Regions from separate parts of the Mus musculus genome. Here all the other regions are linked to region 4. Evidence: chromatin contacts called from public promoter capture Hi-C data. All regions are on one chromosome and are shown on one strand. The core of a region is the stretch at or near the end of the contact, and the rest is flanking DNA. Distances in the headings are between cores, read along the strand shown.

Region 1 (2,761 bases), core at 224-2,723, 2.6 Mb before region 4:
GATATTTACAATTCACAACAGCAGCAAAATTGCAATTATGAAGTAGCAATGAAAATACTTTTATGGTTGGGGGGGGGGCGCACCACAAGATGAGCTGTTGTAAAGATGTAGCATTCGGAAGGTTGCCAGCCACTGCTTTAGGGTTTGTGTCTCACCGAAGAAAAGAGGAAGAACCTCTTCTACACATCTCGGGTATAAAAGGAACAAGCCGGTCAGGTTTTCTATTCTTTCCTTCTTGGACAGAAATATGTTTTCATTTGTGAAATACCTGGTTTTCTTAAATCTAAAAGGAGTCCAGAGTAAACAAGCCAAAGTTTAAGCCCAACCATCTTAAATGTCTCAAAGGTAACTTATCAGAACGTAACCTTTCAAAAGTCTGTACTGGGGCTGGAGAGATGGCTTATGGGTCTAGAGTGCTGGCTGCTCTTTCAGAGGACCCAGGTTCAACTCCCACCACCTGCATGATGGCTCACTGCTGTCTCTAACTCCAGGGCCAGGGGATCCGATGCCCTTGTCTGGTCTCCGTGGCCACACCCATATATTAATACATTAAACTAATAATAAAAAAGTCCGTATTGTTTTAAGATGAATACCATAGGATGACTGCCATTACATAGTTAACTTAAAAAAAAAAGTTTTAGAGCTGGCACTGGGATAAAGGTGAAACAGTGGAAAATGTAGGCGGTTTCTTTACTTCTGGAAGTTGAACAAGAATTGAATTTCAAAAACTTTGAAATATGTTAAGATTTTCCACGATAGAGAGCCCTATATTGGTCTCCTCACCCCCACGAGGAGGTTGGGGTGATCTAAGCGATTACCCTGCCACGGAACTACACTACCCAGTCACAGAGATGCCTCCTAACCCCACCCCCGCCACAACCAATCAGCCTCTCCTTCATATTTTTACTCTAAGAACTCCCATTTGTCTTTAGTTTTTTATTTTTATTTTTTTACCTTTGACAGGTCCTTGCCACATAGGAGAAAACTGCACAACCACTCATGTATTTATTTGCAAATCTCTACACCTTCACTTGTGACTATATTGTCTAAGGAAGGCTTTATTTTATATAATATATGATAAATATTATATACATATCTCACATATACTATAAAATCAGTGCTTCCGTTCAAAACAAAGTTGGCCTTCTGCACGAATTTTGAGGTTGGGGTATCAACGCCCCCTCAGCGTCGTCCCAAAACGTTTTAGAGCTAGGTAACCCATTCCTTCCGGAAACTTCGCCGGGCCTCGGTGACCCGCAGACCTCAGCTCTAACCTGAGCAGGAGAGCCTGGGACAACTTCCACTCTGGAGGCGCTCAGGTCACCCCACCCACACCCTTACCGGCGGGAAAGCCCCGCCCCGAGGGCGGAGCCTGGGCGGGGCCGCTCGCTCACCTCCGCCTCCGAGCCTCGTCTCAGCCCCGGGTGCGCGCGGCGCATGTGCCCGGTGCCCCCTCCCCCGCCCTGGATTCCACTTCCCCTCCGCTCGCGCCACAGCGGCCACCTCCAGGCCCCGCGCCGCCTCCGGAGCCGATGGCCGGGACGCGCTGGGTGCTAGGCGCGTTGCTCCGGGGCTGCGGCTGCAACTGCAGCAGCTGCCGGCGGACCGGCGCCGCCTGCCTGCCTTTCTACTCCGCCGCCGGCACCTTCCCGTCGGGCGTCTCTGGCCGCCGCCGCCTGCTGCTACTCCTCGGGGCCGCCGCGGCCGCCGCTTCGCAGACGCGGGGCCTGCAGCTCGGGCCTGCGGCCGCCGGGAGGCTGGCGGGTCCCATCCCTGCCCGTCCCTCCGCCGCCGCGGCCGCCGCCGCGTCCTACTCGGCCCTGCGCGCCCCGCTGTTTCCGCGATCGCTGGCAGCCGCCGCGGGCCCGGCGCGGGGTTACAGTCAGGTACGTGGCGCCGCGCGCGGGACCCTCGGCGGCCGCGCGCCCGCGTCGGTCTGTCCGCGAGCGCCCCGCGTGCGCGCCCGGGGATCCGCGGCACGCACCGCACCCCCGCCTCCCTCCCGCTCCGTCCTCCTATTGGGCACGGGAACAAGGGACGCTCTCACGGCCCCGGCTCTTCTTGTTTTGTTCCCTCCGAGTCTGGGCGGTTGGGCAGTGTAAGTGTGGCTGGGGTGAATGTAGAGGCCTTGTTTCCCGCCGGGCCCATGGTAGGTTTTGGGGGCGCCGCCGACGCCCCCCACCCCGACTCCCCCCTAGCCTTATGCCCGCTGGAGGTGAAGCTGAGCGGCCAGAGCCCGCGGAGGGTCGGGGCCGGCCGTGCGTGCGGTGGGAGCGGTAGGCCGGGCGGCTCGGGCCTCCTCGGCCGGCCACCGACGCGCAGCCCCGCGCGCACGGGAGCGTGGGCTAGCCTGGGACAGCCCCCGCGCGTCCCTCTCCCTTGTCCGCGGGGAGAGGCGGGCGGTCCACCTGACTGAAGGTCACCTCTGCAAGTCCACTCGCCTTGACAGAAGGACCTTTGGTGCAGCGGGGCTCTGCGGACGCGGAGAGCTGTGGGGAGACCGTGGGAAACTGGGAGAGAACGTGTGTGTGTGGGGCGGGGGCGTCCGTGGGTGAGGACTTGGGGGCTTCGGTTGTCACTCCACGATCTTTTCCCTTGTTTCCCGTCTTTTCAGAAAGACATTGTAAGAATTCATATTGCAAATATTTGGTCCTCTGTATATGTGGGACATTTCTCTTTTGCGGTTTATGTGGCATCTGGGAAGTGTCTACCTAACCTGGTAACGCCACTGGCCATGTTTATCTTAATTTAGTTTTGCGTC
Region 2 (3,011 bases), core at 163-2,662, 2.7 Mb before region 4:
TTCTTTCTCAAAGAGATGGTGCTTTGAAGGTGGCAAAACTGAAAACATCCGCTGCATACATGAATAGTCAGTACTCAACCTGCAGGCACAAACCTAACAGCTGTGCCAAAACAGGAAGCGTCGGTTGGTTCCCAGTGGTAGGAAATGTAAAAGAATGGGCAATTCAAGCTCACCTTGCAAAATGACATGCACAGTGTAGCTCCCCCAGTAAGGTTAAGGGCAGAAACTCTAAGAGTCTTTAAGCCAAAACTCAGTGCTTACCTGTACGTGGGAAAGGGAATAAAACATTGCACACTATCAAACTCATTACCTGCTTTCCTCATATGTGTAGCGTAGTGTTAGGGATTGCTACAAACGCCAACCCAAATGGTGACAACAAAGATGTGCTATATACCACTCATTGTAATATTACTTTCTTTTTTTTTTTTTTTTTAAAGTATTACACTGGGCCAGGCGTGGTGGTGTATTCTTTTAATTCCAGCACACAGGAGGCAGAGGCAGGCGAATCGCTAGAGAGTTCAAGGCCAACATTGTGAGTTCCAAGACAGGCAGGTCTCAAAAGTGAGACCGTCTCAAAAAAAAAAAAAAAAACAGAACAAGAAATAAAGTTCTGCAGAAATAAACAGCATGGGTGAGTTTTAAAGGCACTCTAGTATACTAAGCAAGACACAGAAAACAAGACACTCTGGTTTTGTTTAGGACATCATGGGAAAACAAAACTGGCAGGGATTAAAACAGAAGCAGGTCAGGGCTTGTAAGGGGATGGGAAGGGAGAAAGAGCTGACTACAAAGAAGCGCAAAGGGAACTGGGGATGTAAATGATGAAAACGGTCTCAATTTTGCGGTAAAACCGCAAGTCAGTGAAGCCTACCTGAAGAGCACACCTAAAAAGGGGTTCGCATACCTAAGTTACATCTCAAGAAAAAACAGTTCCCAACAAAGGGTGCACACTGGTCCAGAGCGCGCCTCACAAAGCCCCCGCTGGCGCCGGGCCAGACGAGCCACCGCGCCGGCGCGAGCAGGGCAGCAGGGAAGGATCCTGGGGCACCAGCACAGCACCGCACCGGGGACACCTTACCGATGTTCCCCTCGATGGAGATCTTCTTGATGCGGGTCCCCTCGGAGCTGGTCGAGGGAGAAGGGCAGAACCTCTTAGGTGGGGTGGCCATGCCTAGCTCCAGACGGCTCGGGTGCGGAACCTGCAGGGACACGGCGGCACGGGCGGCTCCGGGTTGCAGCGTCAATCTCGCGCCGGCGGGACCCGCACTTTGACTTTGGCGCGCGGAGGCGCAGGCGATTGGGCAGACCGTGGAGAACCCGCCCTGACGGCCCCGACTCCCACCCTATACGCCTCGCCCTCGCGGGATCTGCATGTCTGTGGTTCCTCCGGGCGGGCCGGGCGTCCCAGGAGCGCAGGGTAGGGGGCGGGGCTTGTGAGGAGAACCCTGAGAGAGCCGGGCGACTGACCGTGCGCGACGAGCTGTGAGCCGGAGGGGGCGGGGCCTGCGGGATGAGCAGTGGGAGGGCGGGGGGCGGGCCTTGCGCAATGAGCTCATTCGAGGGCAGGGGCGGAGCTTGAGCGAAGCGCCTAGGGAAGAGTAGGGTCAGGCTTTTCTGGACCAGCCCTTTGGGATCCTGTCAGGCTTCGTGGTTTGAACTTTTCCGGGAAGAAAAGTAAGAACTAGTAATTTCAAACTAAGAGCCTCAGTAGGTGTCTCTCACAGAAAACGTGTAGCTGTCCGTCACTGTCTTAAGAGTTATTTCGTTAACCAGCGATCTAGTACCATCCACCATACAGGATAGTGCCTAGAATGAAAGGAAGGGAGGGAGTGGCTACTGGTTTAAAGTCTGGGACCAGAAGTGAGACTGGAAACTGGCATCATAACACCCAAGGTCTCCACTTTAATTTGCATGCTACACCGTGCTGTTTATAAAGTTACCTAACACTAGGTATGTTTCTCAGCAGCATGGCTATGACTTAACATTGCATGTCCATGGCCTAACATGTAATTAATGTTTAAAGTCATATACACATGTTTATACATAGAGATGTACTCTGCACACACACACACACACACAGCATTCTGCTAGGTTGAGCTAGAGAGAGGTGCTATTTAATCAGGGTATAGACCTGGTAAAAAGATTACCCATCTGGAAGTCAGATTCAAATTATCTACAAAAACAAAGGAACTTATTTTTTTTTTAGCGTGTAACTATCATTTGACCTAAAATATGTCCTAAAAATGGACCTAGCAGCGGAGAAATGACGACTTCTACAAAAAAAGGAGCAGGTATTAAAGTGAGTTGTTGGACTGGCTGGATTTAAGGCCCACTCCATGAGATGTAACACATATCTGACACTGCTCAGGTGGCAATCCAAATACTGTTCTGCTACAATAACTGAACAATAAAATGATACCTAGTGATATCCTATAGGTCAGTATCTCTTGTAGCCAGCATCAGAGATGCTTCTTTCTGCAGAACCAAACCCACAAAGGCATAAAGTGCAGAGAGGGAGACCTTGGCATACTCTGCTTTAAATGGGATGTCTCCACCAAAGCCCTCTCCTCAGGGCTCTGGGAACCTTATGGAAAACGATGGGGAAAGTCTAGGAGTCAGAGGCAATGGAGGACACCAAGGACACAAGGCCTTCTAAACCCACCATGACCAACACACACATGAATTCACAGTGAGGCAGCATGCATGTTCCCTGCATAAAGCTAAGCCAGTTGGGGTCCTAGAGCTGAAAAAGTGGACACATGGCTCTGACCCTAGCCCAGAAGTTATTCCAATTGAAAACTGCTTGTAAATGAAAAAATTAGTTTTCCCTAACATACTCTCACTGGGAATACAAACCACTCTTAAGGAGAGATGCCATGCCCAGCAGCATAGATGGCCAACACAAAACCAACTCAGTGGCAGTTCTAGAGATCCCTGGCTCCAGAACTTAATGTTTTGTCTGGGTATTAGTTTTGTCATTATACATTTTCCCCCTTACTGGTCCTTCTTAT
Region 3 (2,998 bases), core at 29-2,528, 2.5 Mb before region 4:
TATGTGAGTGCATGTGTCATGGCAGACATGCAGAAGTCAGAGGACAACCTGCTGGACTCAGTTCTCTCCTTCTGCTATGTGGGTCTTAGCTTATAGGCTGCCAGGCTTGGAGATGAGGGGCTTTATTGTGGAGCCATCTTAATGGCCTGTGATAACATTTTAAGGGGCATATGAACACAGTCTGTTTTAAGTCAAGAGGTTAATGATAAAACTGTATAAGGACCCCAAATTAGGGAGCAGAGCAGACTAAATCTTTCCCTGCCTATTTCTCTTCATGGATAAGGAATATAGCAGGTACTTATGTAGCCCGGCGGATATTTAACCATAGCTGGTAAGCGGCTTGTCCCTAAGCTACACAGTAACACTGCAGCAGCAGCAGCAGCGCTCGGGTGGATACAGAAGCTTGGCCTTGACGTGAAGACCAAGCCCCAGAAGACAAAATGAACCCCCAAAGCTGTCCTGAATTTCATGTGTAAGCTGTGTCATGTGTGGTATGCATATATGCACATACATATAAATAAAATAACTTTTAATGTGCAACTTTTCCTAGTAATGGTAATGACACCCCTGTCAAAAAGAAAGGAGATGAACCTGGCGCAGAGTGCAGGTGGATGGCCCAGCACTGTTCTCCCAGCCAGCACTTGGGACTCTGGCAATTTCATCTAAGCATCAGCACTGCTACAACAATCTGAAAATGATTCGTATTTCAGAGATGAGAACGGACGACTTTAGTTATCTGTGACACTGAGGCTGACAACCCAAGGAGGGCTCATGTGAACTCTTGCACTCCATTCCACCCGGTGAGGGGTGGGGAGTAGTGAGATGGATGTGTCCTTAAGAGCAATCACAAAGACTAGAGTTCAGGTCCCAACATCTGAGTAACCAGCCTACTGCCACACCCCACCCCGCCCCACCCCGCCTCACTGTCTCTCCCTCCTGCTCTGACACAGCTGATCTCCTCTTCTGTCTCTTGTGCATACTCAGGACACATTCCATACATTCACACAGACACACAAAAAGACAGACAGATACGCACACACATATGAAATTAATGTTTTCAAATACACAAGGGAAGCAGGCACCATGGTACACAAACACACCTATAATCCCTAGCACTTGGTAGGTGGAGGCAGGAGAACATGGCCAGGCACTGTCACAAAACAGAACAACCAACTAAACAAAACCAGTCCATTTTTAAGGCCCGCATTAAAGATTAACACAGAAGGTGTGTCAGCGGAGAGCAAACCGCTTAGACTCTGCAAAGAGCCACCAGAGTAGACAGCAATGCAGGAGCACCCGCCGGAAGGACAGGAAGCTTTTCAGAGAGACCCAGAACCAATCTACCCACCGCAGCGGGGCTACAGGGGCCAGTTCTCCACCAGCAATCCTGGGAGCTTTGGAACTGGAATACAAGTAAAAGCCACTGACATTTCTCATCCAGACTTAGGATTTTATAGAACCCCAGAGGCTAGGACGGTAAAAAACTTACCTAGGAGGGTGACCTGCCGTACTGCTCTCCCGGCAGAACAAGAAAAGATGAACTTTGTCCAGAGCACTTTGCCCCGGCTTTCTGGCATGGAGTTCACAAAGACTGCCTTGTGTAATCACTACTCTGGGAACCTGACAATATAAAACCAGGACCAACTGCTACTGGGGCTGATTGCAAAAGATGTGTGTTAGTATGTGTGTGTGTGTGTGTGTGTGTGTGTGTGTGTGTGTGTGTGTGTCTGTGTGTGTGCGTGTGTGTATGTATGTTCGATACAGGGTGATGTGTATGTGCATGTATGTGTTATTGTAGGACACAGTTATGTGTATGTGTGTGTGTGTAGGACAGAGGGCGATGTCCTCTATTATTTTCTCTTCTTCTTTTCTGAGACACTGGCTCGCCTGAACCCAGAGCCCCCTGTTTACATTAGAATGACTGCGGAGAGCTTCATCTATCCATCCATCCATCCATCCTCCCATCTCTCCTCTGCCAGGGCTGGCATCAGATGCCTACCATCGCACCCAGACTGAACACAAAATCTGGAGACACAAACTGGTCCCAGGCTCCCAATGCAAAGCACCTTATCCACGGTGCCATCTTCCAGCCCCCAGGGGTTATTTTCTGAACACCCAGGAAGGCAGTAGATGCAGGATATCCTAGCACTTGGAATGGAGAGAAAGGAGAAGCAACTTTGAGGCACTTGAGCTACATGAAAGATGCCACCACCCCTTTTCCTCCTCCCAAAGTTAAGGCTGTGCTGAGTCCATCTTGGTGTACACACCCTGGCCACTGGGTGCTTCCCACACAGAACAGCAGTGATATATGCTCACAGGCACAGCAACCAATAAGCATGTCATTGTGACTTTTAACAGAAACGTGGACAAAAATCCTGGAACTGTGAGGATGGAGAAATGACTTTATGGTTCTGGGCTTAACCCCAGCGCCTACATGGTGGCCTACAAGTGTCTATAATCCTAGTTCTAGGAGATCTGATGTCCTCTTCTGGTCTCTGTGTGCACTATAGCCATAAGGTAGATGCACAGACATACATGCAGGCAAGATACTCACATGCATAAAACAAGAATTAAAAAAGTATCTAGGGCCGGGCGTGGTGGCACACACCTTTAATCCCAGCACTCGGGAGGCAGAGGCAGGTGGATTTCTGAGTTCGAGGCCAGCCTGGTCTACAAAGTGAGTTCCAGGACAGCCAGGGCTACACAGAGAAACCCTGTCTCGAAAACCACCCCCCAAAAAAGGTATCTGAAGATGGATCAAGAGCCAAGCTTGTGCTTTGGGGCTACAGTCCCTGCTTGTGTCCGCACAAGTCTCCTCCCACAGGAAGTACTGGGGTACCAGTGAGATGAACAGATGAACGAGTGGCCAAGTTTTCAGAATAGCTTGTGGGAGGAAGAGTCATTTTCTGGAGGTTAGACAGGTGGCTTGGAGGTGAAGAGCAGGTATTGCTCTTGCAGAGGAATTGAGTTCTGTCCCCAGGCCTCATGTAACTCGGAG
Region 4 (2,796 bases), core at 70-2,569:
AACCGAGGACAACCGTCTCAAAATGATTTTCAACGCAGGAGAAAGTCTCCGTTTCAGCCGCCAGGGTCGGCTGACTCCTCTTGGAGATTTATCGAGTCGTAGCTGTTGTACAGTTTGCCTGGACTCTGTAGCTTCCCATTGGAGAATATGATAAATAAGTAAGTTTGCAGCACCTCTGCTGCCCTCTGGCGGATCTGACTGGCGAGCCGGGCAAGCGTCGCTGCAATCATGAGCACATTCAGCTCATATGGAGCCCCATCATTCTAAAATAATCTACACTAAAAAGAGATTTATTCACTTTATAGGTATGATTGTTTTGTCTGCTTGCCTGCGAGGACATCACGTGCGTGCTTTTTGCTAGCTGAGGCCGGAATAGGTGTCAGATCCCCTGGAACTGGAGCTACAAACGGTTGAGTTGCTTTGTGGGTGCTGGGAATCGAACTTTGCTCCTTTAAAAGTGCAGCAAGCGCTCTTGACCACTGAGCCATCGCTCCATCCCTGCAGACTCTCTCTCTTTTCTTTCCTTCCTTCTGTATGTATGTATGTATGTATGTATGTATGTATTTATGGCATTCTGTCTCCTAAGGAAATAGAGCAGCTACAGGCTGCGACCTAGAGTCACGTGGACAGGACAAAATACACATCGGTGTATTTTCCTTGTTTTCCAATTGGGGTCATTACCTTAATTTTCGCATAAGACAGAAGCAGTCACTTTCTCTTAAAAACATTATGTTCGTTCTACTGATATGCATATATAATTTATGCCTTTGCTTCATAAATAATTTTTAAATACTTGAAAAAAGAATAGCATTACTATTTTCAGAGATACTGTATAGATGGGCGGGTTGCAGCTGACGAATCTGCGTAGTGTACTCTGCTCAAAACGCCAGCAATTTCTACCTGTAATCCTTTTTAAGTATTACCTATTAATCCGTAGTAGAACTGCTGGGATGTATTATACATTTATCTCAAGGAGCACAGGTGGTGCTCAACACCTGCTTTCTAAATACGAGCAGTCATAGACGCAACAAACTGTCTGAAGAAAGTAGAACAGGAGAGTCCACACAAAGCCCGGACAAGTCGACCGGCGAGGGGAGTGGCGAAGGGTGAGAGGCGTGGCGACCGGCGAGGGGAGTGGCGAAGGGTGAGAGGCGTGGCGACTGGTGAAAGGCGTGGCGACGGGTGAGAGGCGGGGCGATGAGTGGGAGGTTGAGACGCGGGCGGAAGAGCAAGGCGCGCTGGGCAGGAGGGCGGGGCGAACTGAGAAAGGCGGGTTGATAGGTGAGTAACAGGCGAATGGGCGGGAACAAGAGCCGGAGTCTTTAAAAAACGCCAATTAACGGCCGGCTAAGCTAGGCTTGTGCGCAGGCGTGGCTCGTTTGACTTTTATTCATTTATTTTTCTTGGTGGCTGCTGTTTATTTACGGCTGAGTGTTAAGTGCGGGTCGCGCAGCTCTGGGGACGCCTCCGTCCGCAATCTTACTCTAACCCTCCTGGAACCCTGGCCGGCTTGGGTTTCCCTCTCAGGCCTCCGTTTGACCTAGTGGGCCGGAACCATGGCCTCGTTCCATCTGGTAAGTGCGGGTCTGGATCGGGCCTGCGCGATGCGTCGCTCGCCCTGTGCTGGACCGGGTGCATATCCGGCTTGTCGGGGTGGGGTGGGGTGAGGCTTGTGAGGGGTGCGGAGGCTTGTGAGGGGTGCGGAGGGATCGGGTAGCGGGTGCCTAGTCCCGCCTGTCTGGGTGGGGTGGGGCTTGTCTGGGGTGGCTTAAAAGCTGCACAGGTAACAAATCAGGTGTGCTGGTGTACTGGTAGTGGAAGTAACTGGACTGTTACTGGTTCACGTCGTAAGCTCATCCATCCGTGCCTGCTCCCCCCCCCCCCCCCCGGAAGAGATTCCTTCATTTCTACATTTCAGCCTTTTCCCGTTTTTCAGTCTTCCAAATACTCATGACTATTGTACAAGCCAGTCTTGATGGTCTGGAAAACCTCGAGTATTAATTTCGAAATACTATTTTATGTGAAGAGTCTAATATTTATGGGACACCTGTTAATGATAAAGCTTTATACAAGGCAATCATATTTTAAAAGGTGCCAGCTTTGAATGTTTGATGTGGGCCACGACTTGCCACTTTATGTCTCTTGACACACTTGATATTCATTCCAAGTTTTGTATGATTACTATGCCCTATTTCCTCCCTAACTCAGCAGTTCAATTTATCTTTGAAAGAAAACCTTCGTTGATGGTTTCTATCATGTAGTTGTGTGTGTGTTTATGCATGCTTAACATGTATGAAAAGACAGTTTAGTCGAGCATCGAACTTTTTATACAGAAGAATAACAAGAACCAAGGCGAGATACATCCACCGAGTTACAGTGACACAAAACATAAGGAATGTATACATCAAAAGAAGGCAGGGACCAGGCCACTGCCACTAAGAAGGGAGCCTGGTGTAATGCTAGTCTATTTATTGTTAAGCCCACCACTAGGGGTTCTTAGTAAATGCCTGATTATGTTGTTTCTTTTGGACCTAGTGAAGAAACCTGTCTCGGGGATTCCCTAACTCTTTCATGGTAAACCCACCTATTCCCTAGGCCAGTGTGAATTAGAAGTAAATTTGAATGTTACTGAATAGATAACCTTCTTACTGAATTCCAAGTTTGTCGGCTTCAAGGATTTTTTGGGATGTCGGAACACTGGCGAAGGCTTAGTTATGTCAGAATTCAATCTTTAAAGGCACTTATAATAAAATAATACTAAAAGAGAACACATGGATCCATACACCAGACTAACGT
Region 5 (2,770 bases), core at 155-2,654, 2.7 Mb after region 4:
TTCCAGGACAGACAGGGCTACACAGAGAAACCCTGTCTCAAAAAAAAAAACAAAAAAAAAACAAAAACAAAAAACAAATTACAGTTTGTCTGTGTGTGTGTGTGTGTGTGTGTGTGTGTGTGTGTATGTGTGTGTGTGTGTTGGGTGTGTGTGTGTGTGTGTGTGTGTGTGTTGGGTGTGTGTGTGTGTGTGTGTGTGTGTTGGGTGTGTGGGTGTGTGTGTGTGTGTGTGTGTGTGTGTGTGTGTGTGTGTGTGTGTGTTGGGTGTTGAGATGCCTATGGTTGTCAGAGGACAATTTGCAAGCTTAGTTTACTCAGTTCACCTTGTGGAACCCGGAGCCCTAATCAGCTCATCAGACTTGCTTGTAAGGTCCTTTACTCACGGGGTCTTCTCTCTGGCTTGAGTTTATCGTGAATAGTTTTAAAATTTACTGTTTGTGAAGTTTCTTCTAATTTAATTTCCTTTCCAAACTGATAATTATCATTGATAATGTCTTGTTAGTCAAATTTCTGAGTTTTTTGTTCAAACAATAATTCAGGGTAAACACAGAATTTTCTCTATCTATCTCTCTATCTGTCTATCTATCTATCTATCTATCTGTCTGTCTGTCTGTCTGTCTGTCTGTCTCTCTATCTCTCTCTCTATCTCTCTCTATCTATCTATCTATCTATCTATCTATCTATCTATCTATCTATCTATGCACACACACATATGTGTGTGTATATATATATGGAGAGAGTGTGAGAGAAATAGACCTACATAGGTATATATAATTATATATACATATATATATACATATATATCTGTGTTTCTTTATATATCTTATAATTAGATATATATAGAGATAGATAGATAGATAGATAGATCCATATACCTTATACATATGAGTATATATGTGTTTATATATATATATATATATATATATATATTATATGCTATATAATGTTTACATTTTTAAAGAGTATTTTTCAAATGTATTCCAGTTTGCCTTTTATGTGGTTACATGGTTACAATATATGCTGCCTGCCAGGTTTTTTCTCTATGAACGTTCAATCTTTCTCATTCTGGGCTAAGTTTCTAATTCTGTCACTAAATGAAACTCATCCTATAGCTGACTTTATGTGTATCTTATGACTTTAACTATAGACTCAATTTAACTGTCTTATATAATATTTTGCAGCGTTATGATTCACCCTATATGGTGTCACCCTGCTGGAGTATATTATGTATGAATGAGAACCAGTGTGTAATAGGTTTGAAGATTACTGTATCCGGAACTGGGAGATAATAAAAGCACTCTGTTCTTTTCTGCTTTGGAATTTCAGATAAGAGTACTCATAAGTAACAGAGATAAAAAGAGAAAGCAAGAAATAATTCAAATGCAGAAGGCAATGTACTACTCTGCAGCAGTTCTCAATAGTGTTATATATAGAAATCAGATCGGTCATTGTTTCCCAGCCTGCTAAATAAAACTAGACCGCTGGAATGGCATGCCACTTGACCTCCAGGGCGTCCACAGCAGTGTTTAACAGGCACAAAGGGAGTACTCTTGCAAGTATCTCCTGTTTACATGCCAGATTCCCCTGCTAGTTCACACAATGTTCAAAAGGCACAAGTCCCTGGAACGCAAGAGGGAATTGTTATTCCAGGGACTGCCACAGTCCACAATGAAGAATAATGCGAGAAATTTCCACTCTTTGTCACAACTTGTACTCTCAGCAGGCCCGCTCAAAACTACTACAGCAGTCAAACATTCAAAAACGACTCACTTTGAGATCGAAATACTGGATGCTCATACAAGAAAACAAATATGTATTGTGGATAAGGTAAGCTTTATTTATCTTCTTAAATGTTTCATGTTAGGCTCAAAATTACTAACTTCAAAATTAAATGACAGGACTTTGCTAAATGCATTACTAATCATCAAACTTAGTTCTTGAGTGAAGAAGTTGCCTTATATACTTTTGCTTCATTTTCATATTTACCATAAATAATCATTTCAATTTCTGCTGTATTGCCTATAATCCCTAAGTAAAAACATTTATAATAAAACACAGATTGCATCAAAATTTTTTCTTTTCATGCTTTTATAGCAATAAAATGTACACCATTTTACAAGTGCTTGTAGAAAATAGAAAATAAAAGCAATAAAAGTTAAAAGTATTTAGTATGTGTCCAGATTGTAAACGTTTAATATATTTTAGTATATTGTTTTTGTTGTTTACTTTTCTAAAGCTTTTACCTTTTTAAAGAGCAGTCTTTAAAGTCTTAAAGAATACAGCTTTTTAAATGTCCCCTCTTTCTGCATCTGTAGGCACAGATGTTTCAAGAAGAATGCTGTAATCTGTATATCTTAGATCAGAAAAAAAATGAAGTATGAAAATGTGTTTATTGAAGATTTAAGGGCATGTATCATACACCAAAATGTTTTTCATCTATTTGAAAAGGCAGCAACTTCAATTCATTACAGCATTGATATTTTCAAAAAAGTTATGTATTTTGTTTTATAGAAACACTATTGAATGTTTTTTGTATAAACAAAATATCCAATCACTTATTCTATGTAAGCATACTGCAGGTGGATTGCTAGGTAATAGTACTGTTCACTGCTCTTCATAACTGTCAAAAACATTATATATGTTCAAATTTACTAACTGTAATGGCAGTAATTTACAACTTAAACATAATGATTTACTTTTAGGTTAAAAAACATTAAAATGCTATATTTTAGTGCAGGTCACAAGTAACACTAAGGACATTCTAATCATCA
Region 6 (2,853 bases), core at 73-2,572, 2.6 Mb before region 4:
TCAGATGTGTACCTGCTTTTATTTTTCTAGAATGCTCTATAGTTGGATTGCCTTTGTCAGGCGGTAGCATTATATTTTTTTCTCTAACATGGTAAAATTACTGTTAAAAAGTCAGGGCCTATGCTTTTCTCTGTTTTTCTTCTGAGACAGGATTTTTTTGTGTATCCACTACCGCCCAACAAACCTATGCTTTTTTTGTTTTCTACCCCCAAGACAGAATTTTTCTGTGTAGCCCTGGCTGGCCTCAAACTCACAGAGCTCCACCTGCCTCTGCCTCCTGAGTGCTGGATTAAAGGTGTGCACCACCTTGTCCAGCGCCTATGCTTTTCATAGTAAGCAGATCAGATGAAAGTTAAGAAACAGGGATGAAGGAAAGCTGAGATCCTTACGGGAAAGAAAAAAGTAAGGCATAAGGGAATGAGGGTATTCACCTCCAACTTAGCAGGTGCGTGGAAACAATCACACTAGTGTTCCTTTACAAACTTAAGAACTATGGAGCTTCATGGTCTTCAGATTCCAATTTAATACACACACACACACACACACACACACACACACACTTCATTTTTTGACAGGTTACCAGTATAGCCCATATACCAGTTGGCGCTGAATTCACCTCCTCCTGCTTCACGTATCTAGTGGCTGGCAGGTGTAGGTATTACAGTCAACTGATATAATGTCTTTAAGTGGTAATTTAAGGGGTTAATCATGGCAGAATCCCAGGACAGGCTGACTGCCCTGTGATCCAGCTGCTGTGCTGTGTGGTTTCCCTTAACTGCCTTCTACTTTATATAGCTCAGTGGCTGTTCACCAGGAGCTCCCTTCCCACCACTCCAGAAACTCGCATTACAAACACCTGTGGCTTTCTTCCAGCGGCTTCTTTAGTTTAACGTTTTCCTCTTGGATTCTGTGCTTCCCATCCTGCCAAAAGAAAATAATAGCTCAGCCATTAAGTCTTCGGGACACTAAACTGTGATACCATCACAGGTTTCCTCGGCCTGAGGAGAAAGTGCTTTCCTTACCCCCACCCCCCACTTCCCTTCCCTTCCCCTCCCTCCCTCCCTTTCTGTTTTAGAGAAAGGACTTAATTTCAAAGCAGCTTTCTCATACTCTACACCAAGTAGTTATTAAATAATTTTGATACAGTTTAGAAGTAGATATTTCTGGAGCATTTTTTATTTTCTGAATTTAAACAAAATCCAAAGGAATGTCCTCTTCAGTGGGCTCAAGAGAAGTCGGCTCTTGGGAAAAGTACCTGTCTTGACTTTTCTCTGACTAGCTGTATGATCCTCTGAACATTCACATAGCTGCCCCACTGCCACGGACTCCAGCCTGTACTCAAGTGAGTTTCCTGGTAGAAGGGCAATGGCCCCAGGCTGGCAAGGCAGGCTTGGGTAGTTTTTAGGTCAACTTCTGTGAGAAAATATATACACACATACCACTGCCTGCTCTGAACTGCTTCCCACCTATTCTCAAAGGTTTACCAAGTTCTTAGAGCAGTCAAATATCAGGGAAGAGAAGTTCTACTTAGGGCAAATCAAGACTGAGGACCTTGCAGCCTGCTTGGGAAAGTACAGCCAGCCAGGCAGACCTCCTTACACCCTTCAGATTTCCATGCGCTCAACTAAGTAGTGAGGAGCACATGGCACGGCTGGTCTGCACATTTCCACCAGTAACGTGTACAGTGTAACTACTTTCTGCTCATTACTCCACTGTACTGCAGCAAGTTAGCAGCTTGTTCTCTAGAAAATGGAAAAGAATTCCCCACGTCGTTATCCATATTAATACACACAAAGGCGCTTGCTCTCTGACTGAAGTGTCTCATGCTTTTTACCCCGCATCATTTCCAGAGGACGGTGCCATAGACCATCTTGCAGAACTGTGGCTGCTCACCCCTGCAGGTGCTAGAGACCTTTCAAGACTGAGTATAAAGTTTTATTCTCTTCTTTAACCATTCTACATGCCATTCCCTTCTGTAACTCTAGTTTCTTCTCTTCCTCAAAGGACCTCCTTGCATATGTTCATTCATGTATTAGGACTCCAAGAAATACATGCTTATTACAATGCCATAATAGTTTTACTAAACAGCAGAGGAAAGGAGTCACTTTTCCAACCTGAGCAAGATCACCTTAGAGGTGAGCTCAGGATCCCACTGTCCTCCCACCCCAGCCTGCTTTGCTGTCTGCAGTCGGTAGAGCAGTTAAGCAGTGGGCCGCGAAAGACCTGGCGGACCCATCAAGCGGCTCACAGAATGTAAGTGGAATAAAGCAAGCGAGCGGGGAACACACGTTACCATGCGCAGCTCTGGCTTCTGGGCCCCCTTCCCTGGGGTGCCCCTGTTTTGTGACTTCCTCTCCTTTTCTTGTTTCAGTTCTAACTCCAGCTGAGTCCTGGTGAGATGGGAGAGGAGAGAATGAAAATTCTGATTTCTGTAGTCATATATTCTAAAGAATGCCAAACCTTGCCCTTTAAAGTTCAGCAATTGAGTTTTAATGCCTGAGGAATTCCCAGAAACATATGGACAACTGAGCTGGAAGACAGTGGAGCACAGTAGGACTACTGATGCCCTAACATGTAAAGGCAGCTTACTCCTTTTGTGGCAATTCAGAACGCATGGTAGGAGCACCCGGGTCAGTAGGGCAACTCTTACAGTAACTCCTAACAAGGAGTTGCAGTTTCCTGGGTGAAAACAAGCTGCCTGCAAGCGAGGAAGAGCGTTTTGAGTTTTAGTAAGACATCACGTTATCTGGCTGGTCTCCAGGCATGGGCTCAGTTCCACACAGCCCACGCCCAAGCCTTGGGAGCCCTCGCTGTCCTTGGTCAGTCATGACTTGTGAGATGGCCCATGAGAGT
Region 7 (2,717 bases), core at 188-2,687, 2.4 Mb before region 4:
CTTAGTGTAACTGGGAAAGTTCCTCCACAGGCTTCTCATACCATGACAGCCTACACTCTCCTCTAGATGTTCGAGGCCTCTGTTCTACCCTTTGGTGCTGAGTAGTCTCTCTAGCCTTTAGGCCCACATCCTGAACCTTAGGGTTAAAATGCTTTTTGATCTAGGATCTCACAGTATGAGACTATTGCTTAGGCTTTGAATGTGTGAAAACCCCCATGCTTGAGCCCCTGAGTGCTGAGGTTACACATGTGAGCTACAGTGTCCAAGTTAACTGTTATAATTCTTGATATTGTATCTAGTTATTTATTTTTGAAATAGAGCTTTGCCATATAACCCTGGCTGGCCTGTAACTTGCTATGTGGATCAGTGTCGTGCAAAACTTGCAGGGATCCTCCTGTCTTTGCCTTCAGAGTGCCAGGATTACAGGCAGGGCAACATCATGATTAATAGTTTTTGTTTTTGATTCCATCCCCTTTTCTCCTCATTTCTGTGCTCTCATTTTACTCTCCTATGTTGCTGAGCCTGAACTTCAAATATGGATACATGCTTTTATTTCACAAAGGCAAAAGCCTGTCCTACAGTTCTTGCCGAAGGTCCAATGAGTAAGGCTCCAGACTCTTCCAACTGAATGCACCCAGAACTGGGTTCATCTCCCCATAAACGTCATTATCCTGCATCTAAGGAGCATTTTCTAATCTCAAACCCAGTTGCCCCAGCTTCTGCTTTCTATCTTATTTCCCCAGACAGTTAATTACCAAGTCCAAACGTTCTATCTGAACTTTCAGCCTTGCCCTGTCTTTTTTTTGCCTACCACTCCCAAACTATTGACATTGCTTTCTCAGTGACCACTGTATGTGTAATCTTACTTTACTTTATGATTTCCATCAGAGTAGGAGACACTAGGGGTCTGTTTCTGGGAATGGAAACATTTTTCTCTTTAAATATGTGTTCAGAATTGCCTTTCCCTTAAAGGATAAACTATAAATTCTTTAGCATAACAGAAAGCAGAATGCCTTGGTGCTATATACATGTGCAATGCAGGACTTTCTACAACTTTTAGGGCTATAACTGTTGGCTAAATTCACATTATTCAATTGTAATATGGAGACAATAATAATAGGATAGTAAAAACCATACAATTTGTCCTGAGAGTCAAATGAGAATATATCTATATCTTTCTCTAGATCTTCATATCTGGAATTTTGTTTCTAATAAATGCTACATATTGAACTAAACATTTTAAAACTTTTACAATCATCTGAGTCATGGCCATGACCTTTAACCTTAGTTCCTCTTCCTTAAACTTTGATGTGGTTGCAAATTGCCTCCGCTGTTAATTCTCTTGAGTCTTTGCACATGGCCTCTCCCTATCTAACTGTTTCCCACCTACACCCTCAGCCCTCCCAGCACACTTGACTTCAAGATGCAGCTTGAGTGCCACAGCCAGGTGCACCTGGCTCCTGGAACAGTGCTGGACTCAGGCTCTGCTGCTCATGTCTGCAGCCTTCGGCTGTGGTTACCAGCGCAGCAGGTTTGACTTGCTTATTTCACTGGGCTCCTCCCACTTGACATCTCCATGGGAAGCTTTCAAGTAAAAATATTGTCTTGCTATTCTAGTTTTCTAGACCAGTGGGAAATACTTAATAATTTTGAATTAAATTAACAACCTATGTGATTTTTTTAGACGTGTGTATCATTTGGTTATTTAATTTTTCCCCTGTGCTGGTGATTAAACATAGGCATGGTAGTTAAGTCTTCTACTACTGAGCTATATCCCCAGCCTTAGTTTTCCCAAGAGATAGGACACAGATTTAAGCCTATGTTTATGTCTGAATTACTCTGTTTTACTTGCTAAATTTTATGAAAATCTGAAGTTCTAGTTTCTAAGTAAGGGTATTGTATACAATGGCCTGAGACACTCTTACGTGGGTATTTTATAGTGATATAGTATTTTAAACGTCCCGTGATATTATTGAAATAATATTTCACCACCATTACTTTAGTGATACCTTGCTCCTTCCTCCTCCGGCAAAGGTGTACATTTCTGCCTTCACGGAGTGCATGCCACATAGCTAGAGGTAAAGAGTAAGCCAAGTCCAGGGTGGACCACGAGAACAGTTTATTTGCTGACATACTAAGAATTGGCATACTGGGCATACTTGATTACTTTCCTGGAATATAGTAAAAATGGTATCGTATCATAAGACTTGGGTTTGGTCCAGTTTATCCTGTAACCCAAGAGGAAAAATTGGATATTAATTTATGTTCTCTGGATTTCAGTATTTATTCAATGAGATATTTAGACAATAATGTAGTTTCCTGTGAAGAGAATATTCTAAGATGATCTTAATTTCTTTCTGTGTGTTTCACTTTCTAGGGTTCACTATCAGGTTTGCAAAGAAGCTAATAGTTTCCACAGCAAATCTGTGTACAGTCTTTCAATCCATGTAGAGGGATTATGCACCATGGAAGTGGTGCTGGGTTTAGGGACAAAGCCACGCAGCTGCCTGCTGTGCTGAGACTAGGCCGGTGCTGCCACAACCAGCACTGCATCACACTTAGTCACACTACTGGCTTGATTTTATTTCACTTAAAAAAAAAAAACTTGAGAGCTCGAGTTAAAGACGTTTTTAGCGATGGTTTTAAGTTCTTGTGGCATTGGGTTAAATGATAGCAGCTGATAGACTATAGTTCTTAACCAGGGTGACAGAGCCACT

The links. Promoter capture Hi-C pulls out the DNA fragments that hold promoters and counts their contacts.
Region 1: a contact with region 4 is called in a promoter capture Hi-C map of pre-B cells, with 10 times the contacts expected there. The contact joins the promoter of Grsf1 here to the promoter of Cenpc1 in region 4. A contact is called at or near these places in 4 of 39 promoter capture datasets (the 3T3-L1 cell line, embryonic stem cells, hippocampal neurons and 1 more), 2 of 484 Hi-C or Micro-C datasets (CD4 T cells and CD8 T cells), 3 of 115 datasets of contacts at active chromatin or transcription factors (astrocytes, kidney and large pre-B cells) and 2 of 9 other capture datasets (adipose tissue and liver).
Region 2: a contact with region 4 is called in a promoter capture Hi-C map of pre-B cells, with 12 times the contacts expected there. The contact joins the promoter of Dck here to the promoter of Cenpc1 in region 4. A contact is called at or near these places in 11 of 39 promoter capture datasets (the C10 cell line, the HPC-7 cell line, erythroid cells and 6 more), 4 of 484 Hi-C or Micro-C datasets (CD4 T cells, LSK cells, memory CD8 T cells and 1 more), 4 of 115 datasets of contacts at active chromatin or transcription factors (astrocytes, bone marrow-derived dendritic cells, embryonic stem cells and 1 more) and 3 of 9 other capture datasets (adipose tissue, embryonic stem cells and liver).
Region 3: a promoter capture Hi-C map of liver shows a contact between it and region 4, with 3 times the contacts expected there. The contact joins the enhancer-like site here to the promoter of Cenpc1 in region 4. A contact is called at or near these places in 7 of 39 promoter capture datasets (the 3T3-L1 cell line, frontonasal cranial neural crest, hippocampal neurons and 3 more) and 2 of 115 datasets of contacts at active chromatin or transcription factors (bone marrow-derived dendritic cells and large pre-B cells).
Region 5: a contact with region 4 is called in a promoter capture Hi-C map of hippocampal neurons, with 4 times the contacts expected there. The contact joins the promoter of Tecrl here to the promoter of Cenpc1 in region 4. A contact is called at or near these places in 2 of 39 promoter capture datasets (cranial neural crest and hippocampal neurons).
Region 6: a promoter capture Hi-C map of pre-B cells shows a contact between it and region 4, with 5 times the contacts expected there. The contact joins the enhancer-like site here to the promoter of Cenpc1 in region 4. A contact is called at or near these places in 6 of 39 promoter capture datasets (the 3T3-L1 cell line, the HPC-7 cell line, cranial neural crest and 3 more) and 2 of 115 datasets of contacts at active chromatin or transcription factors (astrocytes and bone marrow-derived dendritic cells).
Region 7: a promoter capture Hi-C map of pre-B cells shows a contact between it and region 4, with 4 times the contacts expected there. The contact joins the enhancer-like site here to the promoter of Cenpc1 in region 4. A contact is called at or near these places in 5 of 39 promoter capture datasets (the C10 cell line, the HPC-7 cell line, cranial neural crest and 2 more), 2 of 115 datasets of contacts at active chromatin or transcription factors (bone marrow-derived dendritic cells and large pre-B cells) and 1 of 9 other capture datasets (liver).

Annotation. Positions count from the first base shown.
Region 1 is chr5:88,674,883-88,677,643 of GRCm38.p6, reverse strand. It overlaps Grsf1 (G-rich RNA sequence binding factor 1), which reads left to right and starts at 1,473. Exons shown (of 10, transcript NM_178700.5): 1 at 1,473-1,886. The coding sequence starts at 1,533.
Region 2 is chr5:88,763,414-88,766,424 of GRCm38.p6, reverse strand. Dck (deoxycytidine kinase) reads right to left here and starts at 1,412. Exons shown (of 7, transcript NM_007832.4): 1 at 1,079-1,412. The coding sequence starts at 1,169.
Region 3 is chr5:88,592,226-88,595,223 of GRCm38.p6, reverse strand. The region is part of intron 1 of Rufy3 (RUN and FYVE domain containing 3); the gene reads right to left. Among named protein-coding and RNA genes, the nearest start is that of Gm42107, 28 kb to the right of the region's middle. Within about 2 kb of position 1,278, at least 32 of the 459 cell types and tissues checked have an H3K27ac peak or open chromatin away from gene starts, as enhancers often do. A contact at or near this core is called in liver, where this site is marked.
Region 4 is chr5:86,064,106-86,066,901 of GRCm38.p6, reverse strand. Cenpc1 (centromere protein C1) reads left to right here and starts at 1,319. Exons shown (of 19, transcript NM_007683.4): 1 at 1,319-1,574. The coding sequence starts at 1,557.
Region 5 is chr5:83,353,829-83,356,598 of GRCm38.p6, reverse strand. It overlaps Tecrl (trans-2,3-enoyl-CoA reductase-like), which reads left to right and starts at 1,404. Exons shown (of 12, transcript NM_153801.3): 1 at 1,404-1,826. The coding sequence starts at 1,599.
Region 6 is chr5:88,643,605-88,646,457 of GRCm38.p6, reverse strand. Rufy3 (RUN and FYVE domain containing 3) reads right to left here. Exons shown (of 18, transcript NM_001289774.1): 14 at 2,294-2,390; 15 at 857-921. Among named protein-coding and RNA genes, the nearest start is that of Grsf1, 31 kb to the left of the region's middle. Within about 2 kb of position 1,322, at least 6 of the 459 cell types and tissues checked have an H3K27ac peak or open chromatin away from gene starts, as enhancers often do. A contact at or near this core is called in liver and pre-B cells, where this site is marked.
Region 7 is chr5:88,498,676-88,501,392 of GRCm38.p6, reverse strand. The region is part of intron 9 of Enam (enamelin); the gene reads right to left. Among named protein-coding and RNA genes, the nearest start is that of Enam, 12 kb to the right of the region's middle. Within about 2 kb of position 1,437, at least 34 of the 459 cell types and tissues checked have an H3K27ac peak or open chromatin away from gene starts, as enhancers often do. A contact at or near this core is called in bone marrow-derived dendritic cells and pre-B cells, where this site is marked.